Linked DNA regions of Mus musculus: region 2 is linked to region 1. A link is a contact called in public promoter capture Hi-C data. All regions are on one chromosome and are shown on one strand. The core of a region is the stretch at or near the end of the contact, and the rest is flanking DNA. Distances in the headings are between cores, read along the strand shown.

What was found. Promoter capture Hi-C pulls out the DNA fragments that hold promoters and counts their contacts.
Region 2: a contact with region 1 is called in a promoter capture Hi-C map of stem cell-derived epiblast-like cells, with 2.9 times the contacts expected there. The contact joins two enhancer-like sites. A contact is called at or near these places in 11 of 39 promoter capture datasets (the 3T3-L1 cell line, the HPC-7 cell line, the SN4741 cell line and 6 more), 15 of 484 Hi-C or Micro-C datasets (the AML12 cell line, B cells, CD8 T cells and 9 more), 6 of 115 datasets of contacts at active chromatin or transcription factors (embryonic basal ganglia, embryonic forebrain, embryonic stem cells and 2 more) and 3 of 9 other capture datasets (adipose tissue, liver and pancreatic islet).

The regions. Positions count from the first base shown.
Region 1 is chr1:132,165,974-132,170,856 of GRCm38.p6, forward strand. No RefSeq gene overlaps it. Among named protein-coding and RNA genes, the nearest start is that of Gm30242, 18 kb to the left of the region's middle. Within about 2 kb of position 2,393, at least 31 of the 459 cell types and tissues checked have an H3K27ac peak or open chromatin away from gene starts, as enhancers often do.
Region 2 is chr1:132,368,913-132,373,795 of GRCm38.p6, forward strand. The region is part of intron 2 of Tmcc2 (transmembrane and coiled-coil domains 2); the gene reads right to left. Among named protein-coding and RNA genes, the nearest start is that of Tmcc2, 20 kb to the right of the region's middle. Within about 2 kb of position 2,164, at least 92 of the 459 cell types and tissues checked have an H3K27ac peak or open chromatin away from gene starts, as enhancers often do.

The DNA of each region.
Region 1 (4,883 bases), core at 1,143-3,642:
ATTTTTTTTGTTGTTGTTGTTTTAATGTGTATGAGTGCTTTGTCTGCGGATATGGATGCATACCACATGTATGCAGTGCCTGCAGAGGCCAGAAGAGGGCGCAAAATCCCTGGATTTAGAGTTTTAGAGATTAATGAGTGTGTAGGTGCTGGGAACACCAAGTTCCCTTTAGAACTCCCACTAAGAACAGCAAATGCTCCCAATGGCCCAGCCAGCTCCCAGGCCCCCCTTTCCTTTTATTAACTGTGTCACAAATACCTCCTAATATAAAAGGTACTATGTACATTGATGGTGGTTTGCATCCTGAGTGATCTTGAAAGACTCAAAAGCTTGATTGAGGTGGAGCACGGACCACAAAAAACTTCTTTTTATGTATAGGAGTCCACTGTCGCTGTCTTCAGACACACACCAGAAGAGGGCATGGGATCCCATTACAGAGGGTTGTGAGCCACCATGTGGTTGCTGGGAATTGAACTCAGGACCTCTGGGAGAGCAGTCAGTGTTCTTAACCGCTGAGCCATTTTTTCAGCCCCTCAAAAGAAAACTTAATCCCAGATGGTGCCAGTGGGAGGTGGTGTGACCTACTGGGATGTTATTGACAGGGGAGTGTGGCACACCAAGTGTTTCTTTTCTTTCTCTTCCTCCTCCCCCTCTCTTCCTCTTTCTCCTCTTCCTCATCCTCCTCTTGATTTCTGCCTATGAAATGATTGGTTTTGTGTCTATCCCTACCCTGACTTTCCACCATGCTAGTTACTCTCCACAGGCCCAAAGCAATAGGTCAGACAGACAAGTTCCCTCAGAGGTTTGTTGTAGTGAGAGAGGGAGATCTGACTGACAGGACATTGCTGTGCATAATCACCAGTGTGTTTGTCTAACTGTTCGTGTCTAGCTTCCTGTATTTAATATGATATATTAAAAGTTCACCCTTGTTTTAATACATTCAATGCATTATCTTTTTGTCTATCTGAAAAATATTTCACTTCTAGGATTATGCTCTATTTCGTTACCCATCAGTCTATTGGTGGGAAATTGGGTTGTTTTCGGACAGTCAATTTTGAAACATCAACCCAAACACTGAGATTCCCGTACTTATGTGGCCGTGAGTAGCCATGTACCAAGTGTGTGAGTCACACAATCATTCTTATTGCAGAACGCAATGAGACATGCCTTTAATCCCAGCACTCGGGAGGCAGAGGCAGGTGGATCTTTGTGAGTTCAAGGGCAGCCTGATCTACAAGGTGTGTTCCAGGACAGTCAGAGCTACACAGTGAACTCTGTCTTGAAGCAAACACACACACACACACACACACACACACACACCAGTTGAGGAGACAGAATCACACTGTGTAGCACTCCTGGTTTAGACACTAGGCTGCGCTCAGACCAGGGATATTCTTCTTGCCTCTGGTTCCTGAAGACTCTGGGATCACAAGCCTGACTCAGTCTTGACAGCCATCAATAGAACCAAACATACATGTTTAAATCATTGCTATTCTTTAGAGCACAATAGACAATAAACTGAAGCTCACCAACTGGGAAGCTCATCTCGCTCTCTAGACCGTCTTTTCATTTGCTATGGAATCTGGGATCAATATACAAAAAAGGATTCGAAAGCCAAAGACGGCTGAGCCAATATCTACTGCTTTGCCTCTGTCACCTAGATCACCTTAACAGTTCTGAAAAATGTTATTCCCGTATGTGTATGGGTGTTTGCCTGGGTGTGTTTACCAAGAAGGACAGAAGGGTCAGATCCTCTGGGCCTGGAGTTACCGATGGTTGTGAGCCACCATGTGGGTGCTGGGAATCAAATCCCAGGTCTCTGGAAGAGTATCCAGTGGTCTTAGCCACAGAGCCATCTTCAGCCCCTCATGTGATCAGCTTTATCACACCTTGATTTTCAAGCTTTAATATCTTTGAAATAATTGTCACGCAGCTTGGGAATGCTCATTGCTTTCTCAGTGGTTTGATTGTGCTTATTATAGTCACCCGTCTAGGTAAGTGTGATATGCTAGGCGCGGGTCAAGGGAACAAAAGCAGAAGAAGCTGACAGCCTGAGAAAGCATCGCCCCGGTGGGGTTGGGAGCGAGTCCTTCAGCCTGTCTTTCTGGTCTGTGAACTCCCTGCTGAATGAGCTGCGTGAGATGGAAATACTGACTTACTCTAGCTGACAGGATGTCTACCTCATTTTCAAAGCCAAGCGGGCACAGCTCTCAGGCATCAGTGTTTCTAAAGCCTACGTCTGCCTTGGCTGTCACAGCAGAGCAGTGATTCCGTGAGAAATGTGTGTGAGCAGACTTGTGAGCTGAGACTCTCACTGCAAAGGCCAGGACGGCTGTTCACTCATTCCTCTTCCGCAGCCATCCTCCTGCCCCGCCCTCCCAGCCTGCCGTCCTGCCCCGCCCTCCCAGCCTGTCCTCCTGCCCCGCCCTCCCAGCCTTCTCCCACCCCGGAGAAGCAACATACAACCGTGGAATACTTTTTGCCTTCATTAAAATGGGCCAGATATTGTAATTACTTCCCAGGGAGCAAAGGGCTTTGCATAAGGGAGGAAGGGATGTGGCTGAAAGTCAGCACCACATGCAGAATTCATGAGTAGGGCTAATTGGGCTCCACTCTGAAGCTGATCTTAGCTGCTTGGGGGAAGAAGATTACCTGAGCCTGGCTGGCCTGGCCCTGCTCAAACCTCCATTCCTTCCAGAGCCTTCCATGGGCTCAGGGAGCCTCTAAATTTAGAGTCTGGATGCTATGGCAGACCAACAGTCAAACCTTAGCCCTCGGGGCTCCTGGAGTCATTTTTTTGTAACCCACAGGTGTTTACAGGTACACAGAACAGATATGGGGAAAAGTCAGAAAACGGGATGGCTCTCAGTGTCTCCCAGGCCACGTACACAGCCTGCCACTTTGCCTACCTTGGCAAGAAGCAAAATCCCCAGGAATCCACCCAGAAGATGTTGGTTTAAGCAGGAGGAGCAGGCTCCGCTGTTTACCACGTTTCTCAGGAATTATGCTCAGTGAATCAAGAGTTCTGCAGAGGTTGGTCACGGAGCTGGGGGACCTTGGGGTGCTTTTCTTCCCTGATGGCCTATTATGGTCTGGAAATGAAGTGCCCTCCAAAGGATCATGTCTTGCAAGCTTGGTCCCAAGCTGGTGATTGGCTGATGAAGGCTAATTTAGTCAATTCACTGATCATTGATGGATTCATAATCTGGTGGCTTTATGGAGAGGTGAGAGAAAGCAGGAGTTGTGGCCAGGTCGGTTTAGGATCGTTTGAAGGGTGTCTTGCCCCTGGCCCTTTTCTGTCTTCCTGATTCCTGCTGCTGAGAGGTGACCGCGCCCCTCCCCAACACACACACTGCCATATGCCCTCCTCTCCTTCCCCTCCAGCTTCTCTTGGTTTCCTAGTTGTGTTTTTCCTGCGCTGACATCTTCTGGATGACGTCTTCTGTCACCCACTTGACCATGTTTGAACTTAGTGGCAAAGAGGACATGGGATTCTTTGAAGAAAGAATGACCCAGGCCAAGTGATGGTAGCACCTACTCTTAAATCCAGCACTCAGGAGACAGAGGCGTATGGATCTCTGAGTCTGAGGGCAGCCTGGTGTACAGGGTGAGCTCCAGTGTGGCCAGAACTGTACAGAGAAACCACCTTGAAAAAAAATACAAAGAAAGAAAGAAAGAAAGAAAGAAAGAAAGAAAGAAAGAAAGAAAGGAAGAAAGAAAGAAAGAAAGAAAGGAAATAAAAGAAGGCACAATCCAGTTCCTTTACTGTACAAATGACATAACCCAGTCCCTTCTGCTGTCCCTCATGGATTCATCCTGACACTCTACCATCTTCCTTCTCAGCTCCCACAGCAGGAGGGGCCCAGCCTCCAGCCTGTGCCTTCATAGCTCCCTGTTGGGTCCTTAGCTGAGACCCAGGCAGCAGGGGAAGTCTCCAGCACACCAAGGTTAGCTACTCAGGCCCCTCCTGGGGCCCATTGCATGGAGAAAAGTAGATAAAAAGCCAGGCCACTATGCTGACCACATTTTCACTTTCTTCATCCAAATCCAGAATTTCTCCCATGGGCTTGCTGGGAGCAACTCAGAAGAAAAAAAGTGGAAACCACCTCTGGCCAGTCGGGGAGGAGGAAGCCTGTCCTGGTAGTTGAAGAAGCTCTGTTCAGCTGAGCTACTGCAAGGGAGATCAGGCAGGATTTAACATCTCTGAATCTCTAACCTCCAGTCAGTCACCACCTTTGCCTCTCTACTATGGAAACCCTGAGCCCTGCCCAGCCAGGTCAGGGACAGCCAGGTCAGGGACAGCTAGGGCAGGCACAGCCAGGACAGGGACAACCAGGACAGGGACAGCCTGTCCAGGTTACCAAAGTCCATTTTCCAGTAAAAGGAAGGGATCTTGCATAGCTAGCATTCTTTTAAAATAAGGAAAAATGTGTGTGTGTGTGTGCTATATGACACTATGTAGACAGAATGACAGGTCATTGGAAGCAAAATCGCAATTAAATTAATGTAACATCATTAAAATGACATTGGATTGTCTTTCTGTTAGTCTTTTATAGCAGGGATCCCTGGGATTAGAGATCAAGATGTGAGGTTTGTTTCTTTGGGGTCTGCCCTTGTGTAGGGAAGGCATCTGGCAGATCTGATAGGTTGAACTGGACTTCAGGCCAATCTGTCAATCAGGCTGTGCTGGCAGACTGGTCACTGAGCATCCATGAGAAGATAGGCCCCCACCCCCACCCCTGTGACTGAGGGGGCCTTAACGACCCAGTGCAGATGCTGTGCTCCTTGTCTTTATAGACAAGGAAACTGAGCGTCAAAGGAAAAGCAGATGTAAATAAAAATGAGCCCACTCTTACCAGAAGGGCCAACAAGAAGAACGAAAA
Region 2 (4,883 bases), core at 914-3,413, 200 kb after region 1:
TCCCTTCCCTTTCCTCTCTCCAAACCTTCCCATATAACCCTCCTTGCAAATTTCATTGTTGCCTACATATAGGTATATATTTGTTGGCCAAATGACTTTAAATTCACAGCATTAATGTACAATATAAAGTCTGCAAATGCGTGACATTTCTCACTGCGCTCCTCCTTGTAGAGCTGAGTTTACACTTCAGGCTTCCCTGGACACCTCACCTCTCCACAGAGTATGAAAACTGACCAGGACAGTGTATGAGTATACAAAAGTACCAGAGCACTAGACCCACAGGGCAGCTTACCCACAGGCTTGTGAGCAGTGGGTTGTACCAGGCTCAGAGTGCATACCAGCACACGATACCTTCTTGCCTAAGGTCTTGGGCTTCCCATGATTGCCTGGGAATATCCCATGTCCTCCAAGGCATTCCCTCATCCATCTCTTTCTAAACATCCCTTTCCTTTTTCTTTTTAAAAATTATATTTATTTCATTATCTATCTATCTATCTATCTATCTATCTATCTATCTATCTATCTATCTATCTATCCATCCATCCATCCATCCATCCATCCATCCATCCATCCATCTATCTATCTATCTATCTATCTATCTATCTATCTATCTATCTATCTATCTATCTATGTGTGCAGTGTATGTATGCATATGGTCACACGTGCCACAGCAGACATATGGAGGACAGAGGCTATCCTGCTGCAGTTGGTGCTCTCCTTCCATAACTCAGGCTACCAAGCTTGGAAGTGGATACCTTTACTTTACCCACTGAACCATCTCACTCACCCATAACCTGAGGAAGAGGAGGCAGTTGCAGTGACCACAGGAGACCAGAAGTCAGGGAGGGCTAGAACTGGGGTTCTCTCCCACCACCCCCAACTTCTCTTTTACTGTGGAGCTGTCTCTGACTGGCAGGGCTTCCTTCCCACACTTCCTGATCCACAAAGCTCAGAAGAGCAGAAAAATGGTTCTGTTAGGCTGCATGGCATTAAGATGGCCATAGGGAAAACTGCACCCCAGAAGGACACTTCAGCTTGACTCCTAGAGTAGCTCATCACAATGGTGGTCAGGAAGAAGGAGGGAAGAGCTCTGGGGATGAACCAGTAGTCTCTAAGAGAAAAGGAACAAATAGGGACTACTCAGTGTCTGCATGGCAAGCTGGCAGGCAGAGCCCTTCTTCTCTATGAGGCTGTCCTTGTCTTTGTCCATGAGCAGAGACCCTCAGTCTGCCACTGTGAGCTGCAAGGATCATTTGCATGACCTTGTGTTTCAAGCTTGGTTCCACAGTTGCTCTAGAGCATAGGCTGAAAGCATCCACGCTGTGTGTGTGTGTGTGTGTGTGTGTGTGTGTGTGTGTGTGTGTGTGTATGTGTGTGTGTGTAAGGGCAGGAGTTAAAGGTGAATATGTCTGTCAGGAAGATACGTGCAGAATGGGCTCTGTGGATGCTGAGTTAACTTTCCAGGAGCCTGGCAGAGTGTTTGGGAGTCAGAATGGCTGATAGAGACCCTTACCCTGCTACCCACAAGCTATACAAGCGATACAGCCTGCAGGATGAGGCCAATGAACCAGAATGGGCTCAGGCATGGGCACGGGCACAGAGAGAGTGTGTAAACTGTGCCTCGGCCTTGCTAGCTGCCAATGGTACATGGGGCCTGACACACTGTACTGGTATAGGTTATTAGAACCGAGGCTCTCTCACCACATGTGATTGCATACACCCATGGACACATCACAGTTTCACAGACAGTTCCTTCACGATTTAGCCTGGGACAGAAAAGTAGCTGTCATCTGGAGTGAAGCTGAGAGTGGCAAGAAGCCATGGGGCGAGCTGCCACAAGTATTTAAGCAATGGTTCTGAAGGCCCTTGAGTCACCAAGCAACTCTCTCTGCAAAGGAGATGTGCTGCTGGGTAGACGGCACACATACTTCCTAGTAAGTGCTGGCCGTCCCTCTTGGTCACTTCCTCCACGCTCTGGCTGAGCAAGAGGCAGTAGCATGGCAGAAGCAGCTGTCACCACCGGCCTACAGGCCGAGGCAGATGAGCTGCAGCTGGAGGTGTCTAGCCTCAGCTTAGCCACACAGAGCTAAGTCTGGGGGCCATAGATGGGCTCACATTGTCCTGGAGCAGGAAACTGGAAGGAGCCCAGGTCCTGGGCCCACACTCCTCTGCGCGCCCTCAGGGCTCAGCTCGCTCTCACACTGGCTGCTTCCTCATTTAGCATACTTCCTCTTCACTCAATTTTGATATCAGGTCCTTATTTCTTTAAGATTTTTGTTTTTCTCTGCCTTAAATAAAACAAATCATGCTATTTACTTTTTTTCTCTCTTAAAAATAAAATAAATAGAGTTGGGCATAGCTCAGTGGTAGAGTCCTTGCTCTGCAGGCATGGAGCCCAGGGCTCGACTCCCTAGTACCATGGAACACAAATAAAATGTAAAACTCACTCAGCAGCATCCACGCATTCTACAGAGTGAGAAGCCCGAGAACAGCTGAGAAGCAGTTAAATTCAGTTCCTTGGAAGACAAAAGACTCCTGGGCTGCACATGTTGTGTGGCAAAGTCCCAGAGAGGCTTCTCAGGAGGCTGGCAGCTTCCCTGGTGCTCACCACGCCTCCCCTGGAAACAGAGGTCAGGGAAGTCATTACCCCACACTTACTCTTAGACCTAACCAGGTCACCAGTAGGTACTGCTTTCTGCTGGGAAGACAAGAGAATGGTTTATATTGCTAACTGTGAGCTGCAGCAGTCAAGGAATCAAGGCAGGCACGTACCCTAGGAGTATGTGGAGAGACACGGGCAGGCATGTACCCTAGGAGTGTGTGGAGACACAGCCCCAGGAGCTGGAGCAGCAAACAGAGGGTCTAGTGAGGGAAAGCCCCAGCACAGCATTGGCGTGCATATACCATGAGACCTTTCAGCTGCCTTCAGGAAGGGAGGAGGCGCCTCCTCTGCCTGCCAGGCTTTTGTTGACCTAATGTCTCAGATACTCTGGTGTGTGTGTGTAGGGGGTGGGTAGGTCAGGGCAGGACTGTCACTCCTGGGCATGGGAACCTGGTCAGTGGAAACAACCATGTACCTGGCTCATGGTTGAGCAAACCAAATTCACTTCTGAATGGTCCTCTGCTCCCCAGAGGAGGATGTACTGGGAACAGGCCCTGAAGAAAGTGACCCAGAGGAAATGGTATCTCCTTTCTGCACAATTTTTAGGACACAAAGTACCCTCTACCCGACCCCATTTGCCACAAATAATTGAGAACATTTTTTTTTTCCCTAAAGCAGGGGATTGAAACACAATTCCTGTAGGCTCCCGCTGACTCAAGGGCTCCGAGCTTACCAGGAGCTGATATGATTAGACAAGAAATATGCACAAAAGCACTCTGCAAACTGTAGCATGCTGTTTGACTGACTGTTGGTACCAGCATGTCTCAGAGGTGTGCCTACAAGACCAGGGAGTCCCCCAAAAGGTAAGTAGACAGGAACAGGGCCCAGGTAACATTGAAGTTGCCTTCTCAGGAGGCGAAGAAACCTTATATAATGAAGTTAATATTACAGGGCGCTTGTCTATCCAGGACAAGGTTCGCCTTTCCAGCTGCCCTCAAGGGGGCCTCTTGATCACAGTATCACTATGGATCTGACTTAGCTTTTGTTGAACATGCTGAATTATTCACTAGCTATGGATAGCAAGCCAGTTCTGGGGTGGGGGGAGGGGTATCAAGAGAGCTGTAAGGAAGAGAAAGGAATATACTGGGAACTAGAATGGCAGCTGGGGTCCAGGGGCAAGGGCGCAGACAGGACCTCTAGAATATTTGAGGAGCCAGGGCCACGAAGATATGCCTGATGCTCTGTTTGTGACATCCTGGCACCTGTCCCTGGAGTAAAAGGAGAGGTTGGAGAAGGCCTAACCTCTCCACTGTAGCTCAGGAGAGCCCCCAATTCTCTGAGAACCCTCAAAGGGCTGCGGTGGTGTGTGTTCTGTACCTCTGTTTTTATTCCAAAGTCCTCTGCCTGGCAGGGATAAAGCCAGAAAGTACAAACTGCATCGAGAACAAGTCACAGATGCAGGGATCAGGTTAATAGTACTGTATTTCCATTGCCTCACCTGGCACCGAGGGACCAGGGTCACGTTTCTCATCTCAGGGATGTGGCAGATGCAGGGAAGAGCATTCTCAGTAGCTGGGAGATGTTTGCCAACTCCCATGACCCATGCCCACATCCCAGTGCTGGCTCCACACAGTCTGGAGCCAGATGACAGAGCTCTGCCTACTGCTGACTATTACTAGCCCTGACTTCGGGAGCTCACACCCAAACCCAGAGCACACCTTCTTGGGCACAGCATGGCTAAGGGAGCCAAAGGCTGAGAGAAGCCTTGGCTATAGTGTGCTACCTGTGTCTAGACTGGCATGATCTCAGCTCCATGGGCTATAGACAAAGAGCTCATCTCCCACAGGCCCTGGCCTGAGCTTAGCAACAGGGGTTAGGTAACAGTGGAGTTGTCCAACTCGTACACGGTATCTCTGGCAATTGTACACTCCAGAATCCAGAGCTAATCAGGAGGGCAGAGTATTTCCACCCAGAGAGATCAGTGAAGTAGGGAAAAGGCAAAAGAAGGCTGCCTTAGAGGCTGGGAGTTTACTGGGGCAGGAAGACCCAGCTTACGTTCTGTTGCTTATGACATCAAGGGCAATCTTTATTCTTCAGCCCCTCTCACATCTGAACAGAACCGCAACAACGTGAAAGAATGGTTTCGTCTGAACAGGAGGAATGAAATCACACTAAAGTAGATCTTGACTCTGCAGGCACGACAGGATATACAGGGCAGCAGGGGGCTCAAGGTATACTGAGTCGGGGAACACAATGGTTTAAGGCAATTGAAAGCCACCCA